Linked DNA regions of Mus musculus: region 1 is linked to region 2. Evidence: chromatin contacts called from public Hi-C data. All regions are on one chromosome and are shown on one strand. The core of a region is the stretch at or near the end of the contact, and the rest is flanking DNA. Distances in the headings are between cores, read along the strand shown. Region 1 has its middle 9.6 kb from the start of Npas4. Region 2 holds the start of Bbs1 (Bardet-Biedl syndrome 1 (human)).

What was found. A called contact is a pair of places that touch in the nucleus more often than the background predicts.
Region 1: a contact with region 2 is called in a Hi-C map of cerebral cortex, with 2.0 times the contacts expected there. A contact is called at or near these places in 3 of 39 promoter capture datasets (hippocampal neurons and liver), 4 of 484 Hi-C or Micro-C datasets (cerebral cortex, cortical neurons, embryonic stem cells and 1 more), 3 of 130 datasets of targeted methods (embryonic stem cells, memory CD8 T cells and pancreatic cancer cells) and 2 of 9 other capture datasets (adipose tissue and pancreatic islet).

What each region holds. Positions count from the first base shown.
Region 1 is chr19:4,998,218-5,000,917 of GRCm38.p6, reverse strand. It overlaps a transcript of Npas4 not described here. Among named protein-coding and RNA genes, the nearest start is that of Npas4, 9.6 kb to the right of the region's middle.
Region 2 is chr19:4,905,206-4,907,905 of GRCm38.p6, reverse strand. Bbs1 (Bardet-Biedl syndrome 1 (human)) reads left to right here and starts at 1,279. Exons shown (of 17, transcript NM_001033128.3): 1 at 1,279-1,350; 2 at 1,688-1,764; 3 at 1,887-1,921. The coding sequence starts at 1,304. It overlaps Dpp3 (dipeptidylpeptidase 3), which reads left to right. Exons shown (of 18, transcript NM_133803.2): 18 at 109-677. The coding sequence ends at 284.

The sequences.
Region 1 (2,700 bases), core at 33-2,532, 93 kb before region 2:
CCTTGGACCCTCTGCCCAGTCCTGATGATACCCTGACAGAGGACATGACATACTTGGCCATTCTGAAGGAGATGTGCAATTTCCAGACATCTGCAGGTCTCCACTCTAGACCAGGGTTAGGGGCTCAGAGTGGATCTGATCTAGATCAACATTTGTGGTTCTGGGTGTAGCTCTCTGGAGCTTGAATGGTGTTTCCAATGGGCGCCCATTGCCAGGGCCACACCTTCAATGCACAAAGGGAAAACTAAGGCAGTCTTCAAAGAGACATCATTTGCCGAGGTCACAAGGCAAGACAATATATTTGTTGCTAAGGTTAGAACCCAGAACTCTGCCTCCTGGACTCTTTTGAGTCCAGCTTTTGAAAAATACTTAGGCTCACTGCGCTGTGTGTGAATCAAAGACCCGTTTCAGGATCTACTTCTCGAGTGTGGACATGGCCCTTGGGTTACCTTGCTCTGTGCCCTCAGTCACCCACTTCAGTTGGGCCTCTGAGAGTCTCTGAGGGACCATGCTGAGAGGATTGTCTTCCTTCCACAAGACTGAAGTGAAGGGAACCACAGATGGTAGTTACTTCCGACACAGGCCGTGCAGACTGCTCTGAGGTCTTGTTCTGTGCATTTCAGACTCCATCAGATTCCTCCAATGGTGAGTCCCCTGGTGAAGCAGGCACAGACCTGTAAGAATGACCCTGGCTAGGTTGGATCTAATGAGGGGGAAAGTCAGCGAACTGCTTGCTTTCCATTGAGCTACAGCCTCGGAAAGCATTCCTTTCCCCAAGTCCAGACAGTCCTGTTGTTCAGGACTCCCAGGTGACCCTGCTCATCCAGAGCCGACCGTGAGGCGTGGTCCCCTGGAAGACTTTAGGTCCTTTCAGACCCTGGCACTGTGCACACGGGCTTGACTTCTCCCAAAACTGGGTTTTAGTATTGCAGTATTCAAATTCCAAAGCCTGAGGGGCACAGGGCCAAGTGGAACCTGGACAGGCATGCTCGGGAGGCCAGATATAGGAGGATGATCTTTTCAGGGCAAGTGTTCTGGTGTTCTTGCACATTGCAAATAGGGAAAGTGAGGCTCTTAGAGGAGAAGGGGCTAGCTTGATAGCCCCAGTGGACAGAGTTAGGTCCAGAATCCATGTCTCTTGACTTTCCAGCCTGGGACTCTGCCTCAAACACAAGCTGCTGGCACTGAGGCTAAGCTCACTTCCTCTTCATCCCCAGCCAGGGCTGGGCCACTCAGGAGCTCTCCCATTCACCAGATGGTCCTTTCCTCCGCAGCTTCCTGGTGTCCCCTCCTCCCCCACATAGTGTTCATTTCTTCCTTGTTCCAGAAGCTTCTCCAGCAATGGGCCAGAACAGCTGCTTCTCTGCTTCTTGCCACAGCTCAACCAACTGTGGTTGCAACACTTGCAGGGGTGGGGGTGTCCCCAGCTCTCTGCTCTTGGAGTCTCTTCTCTGTGGCTCCTAGGGATTTCTTCCTGACTCTGGACCAGGCCTGTTGACTGTTTCTGATCTCCTGATTTTTAAAGCCCCTCTGTCTTTCCTGGCCCCGCTTGGCCTCCCTGAAGATGCCCTGCCCTCTGCATACCTAGGGCCAATAGGAGTGATGAGCCCATGTCATGTCTGCTCTGGGATTCTAATGACCCAATCCCTACACCAGACACACAAGGCATGGACATCTGCTCACCTGTAGGCTCCATGTCACTGGGTACACGCAGGTGATATTACAGACAAGTGTAAAGCTTCGGTCTGTGGTGGCCTGCAGGTTTGTGTGTACCTAGGTAGAAGAGGAAGTGAGGAGGCACCAGTCAGAAGCAACTCTGAGAAACAGGAGCCAGAATTTAAGCTGGGTAAGAACATGAAAGATGGCCAAGGATTGCAATTGTTGGCCCCTGGAGAACACACTGGGACTGGTCTTGGATGTTCTGTTCTGTACTGGAGGGATATGGGATGCCTGCTGACACACAGGAAGGGTCTGAACCCAGACCCTCAGGGTCACTAGGTATGCGTACCTCAGTTTCCTAAGGCTCATTGACTTCTTTGTTCGTTTATTCGGAGAACAGCACCTATTCTGGCCACCTCCATAAGGAGGGTTTCAGGAAGCACCCAGGGCTATGAACCCATCGAGCCACTTCTGTCTGACTGCATTCAAAACGATAGTTTCCTTAAGACAATGGCCACTCCCCGTGCATTCTCCAACACTTACTCCGTTCCTTCCGTGCCTATGGCTTTGTTCTGAGTGTTTTGACAAATTAGTTCACCTGGCTCTTGTGTCAGAGCTCTAACACAAATTGTATTCTCCTCTTCACAACTCTATTTAATACACTGGTAAACTGAGGCATGAGAGGCTGCAGTCCTTACCTCAGCAGTGTCACAGTCTGTAACAGAGGCAAGACCTCCCTCCAGGCCCCACCCTCTTGCCTACCCTGCCTTGGCTCTCTTCCGGTCTCTATGCGAAGATCCTATGTATTCAGACCCTTCTTTTAATTTTTTAATGGCTTTTTTATTTACTCTGTGTGCATGCATGTGAGTGAGTGTGTGCCGTGGTTTATGTGTGGCAGTCAGAGGACATCTTTCGGCTCTCCTTCCACCATGGAGGTCCTGGGGATTGAAGTTAGGCTGTCAGGCTTGGCAGCAAGTGCCTTTACCTGATTAACCTTGCTGCCCACCCCTAACCCCTTCTTGCTGGCTCTTCCATTCGGAA
Region 2 (2,700 bases), core at 30-2,529:
GTAATTAGATAACTATCCTGAACATTGACAGTTTGTGCCGGAGCTCGCTCAGAACTCGCCGCCCCTAACTACATCTTTCTGTGCTGCTGTTTTCTCTCCATCCCCCAGGCTCAGAAGTACAACTTGTGGAGTATGAGGCCTCAGCCGCTGGTCTCATCCGCTCCTTCTGTGAGCGGTTTCCCGAGGATGGGCCCGAGTTGGAGGAGGTTCTTATCCAGCTGGCTGCAGCAGATGCCCGATTCTGGAGGAACCAGGCCCAGGAGGCCCCACCTGGCCAGGCTTGAGAAGATCTGTGTGGTCTCTCCCCTCTTTGTCAAACCAGGGCTGTCAGTAGCTCTGAGTTGTGTGTGATTAGGAGTCAGGGGAGGGAGGGGCAGGAGCTTGGACTTTGGTGCTACCTCAGCTGAGGGTGGTGATGCGAACCCCTTCCATTTGTCAGCACTTTGCAGTTTACCGTATGTCCTCAGTTTCTGGATCTGCACTGCCATCTATGGCCGGAGCTCAACAGGGTGCCTAGTCCGGTTTTCCACATGGGAAGGTGGCAATTCTGAGAAGTGACTGTTCTAGACCCGGCAGGTGGCATGTGACAGAGCCAGGGCTCAAAGCATTCTCACCAAATCCAGCGCTCTTCGTGTATTACTTTTATAGCCAGAAAAATAAATATGACGACCACCATCTCTGCAGTGTATGTTTCTTTCTCTTCCAGTTCAAAGCCAGGGGAGGGCACACTACATCACTTTAGGCTTCCAATCCACAATAAGATTTTGAATATCATTTCCAAAGGAATGCACAAACTCACAACGTGTTCCGGAGCTCTTCTTTGTGACATATTTCTTAAGATTTGTGTGTTCGTGTGCATTTTCTTCATGGGTGTGGTGGTGGTAGCAGAGACCAGAAGACCCCATCAGATGCCCTGGAACTACGGTTACAGAATTGTGAGCTGCCATGTGGGTGCTGAGCAGTCCAGGGTCCTCTGCAAGAGCAGCAAGCACTCTTGTACTTTCAAATGTTTCCGGAGCCAAAGAACCGTAACACACTAACATGAGATCCTCACCCATTAATTTGTTTCTCAGTCTAGTCTTAATCCCTAAAAAGCGCTCCTCCCCAGGCCTCAAAGCCCAGGCCCCTGTCTTTAATGCAGAAACCATAAGTCAACATTGCATAGGACAAGGAAACCAGTGCTTATTTGGTCCCAGCCGGGACAATTTTACCCCGGAACCTTTGTTCCTGTGCTTTCGGATGCCCGGATTCTATTGGGTGTTGCGCGATGGCTGAGCTGGTTGCCAAGGCGACGCCTGGGAAAATGGCTGCGGCGTCTTCATCGGATTCTGACAGCGGGCGAGCTGAGAGGTTAAGTCCCGGATCCTCACCGCTTCCTTTCCCTCAGATGAATAGATGGTGCTTGGTAGCGGGTTCTGGGCTCTTGCTTTCGAGCAGCGGTGGAAGTTCTGGGAGGGCCCTTTAGAAATCAGAAGAAAGCTGATGGCCAAGAAGTATCTGTATGTGATTGGCTGGTCACTCCGGGCGCCAATTGAGCTCAGATCTAGACTTGGTATTATCCTTTCGATGTTCGTGCTCTGTTTCAGGCGTCATCTCGCTTAGAGATTTTATTTATTTATTTATTTATTTATTTATTTATTTATTTCGTCATGGGGCTCACTTTCCAACTATCTTTTTTCCCTCTCAGCAACGAAGCCAATTCTAAATGGCTGGACGCACACTACGACCCCATGGCCAACATCCACACCTTCTCCTCCTGCCTGTGTGAGTCTCTAGACATATCTAGGGACACCCAGATTCTAGGAGGATGGGAGGAACAGGGAACGGTTTCATGGAGAAATCTTTGAGATTCTGAGACTCCTTTTCGACCCTTTTGTGTTTTCTAGCACTGGCAGATTTGCATGGCGATGGGGAGTACAAGGTAGGCAATCAGAAAGTTGAGTGGTGTGTGTGTGTGTGTGTGTGTGTGACACTCAGAAGTGAGATTTGCAAAGAGGCTCAACATACTCTGGAACTCATCAGTACTAAAAAGGCACACTTCGTTGCAACTTCTTTCTTTTAACGATGTATTTTTATTTTGTGTGCGTTGGTGCTTTGCTTGTGTGTGTGCTTGTGTAAGGTTTCAGATCCCTTGCAACAGGATTTACAGACAGTTGAGAGCTGCCGTGTAGGTGCTGGAGTTTGAACCAGGATCCTCTGGAAGGACAGCCAGTGATCTTCACTGCTGAGCCATCTCTCTAACCCCAGAATTTCTTAGTAATTTGGAAAGTGAACATTAATTTTATAACATGATCTGCAGAGGTTAAACAGCAAGATGTTGTGGATTTATAGTACCAAGACATACGATTTTCTCTCTCTCTCTCTCTTTTTTTTGTCTTTGTTTGTTTGTTTTTCAAGACAGGGTTTCTCTGTGTAGCCCTGGCTATCCTGGAACTCACTCTGTAGACCAGGCTGGCCTCAAACTCAGAAATCTGCCTACCTCTGCTTCCCAAGTGCTGGGATTAAAGGCATGCCTCACCACTGCCCTGCTGACATATGATTTTCTAAAAAATAATTTGAGGGCCAGGAGTGGTAGTGCCTGCCTCTAATCACAGCACTTGGGCAATAGAAACAGGGCGATCCATGAGTTTGAGGGTGACCTGTGAAGTCCAAGGCCAGCCAGGTCTGCTTAGTGAAACTGCATCAAAAACAAAAAAACAA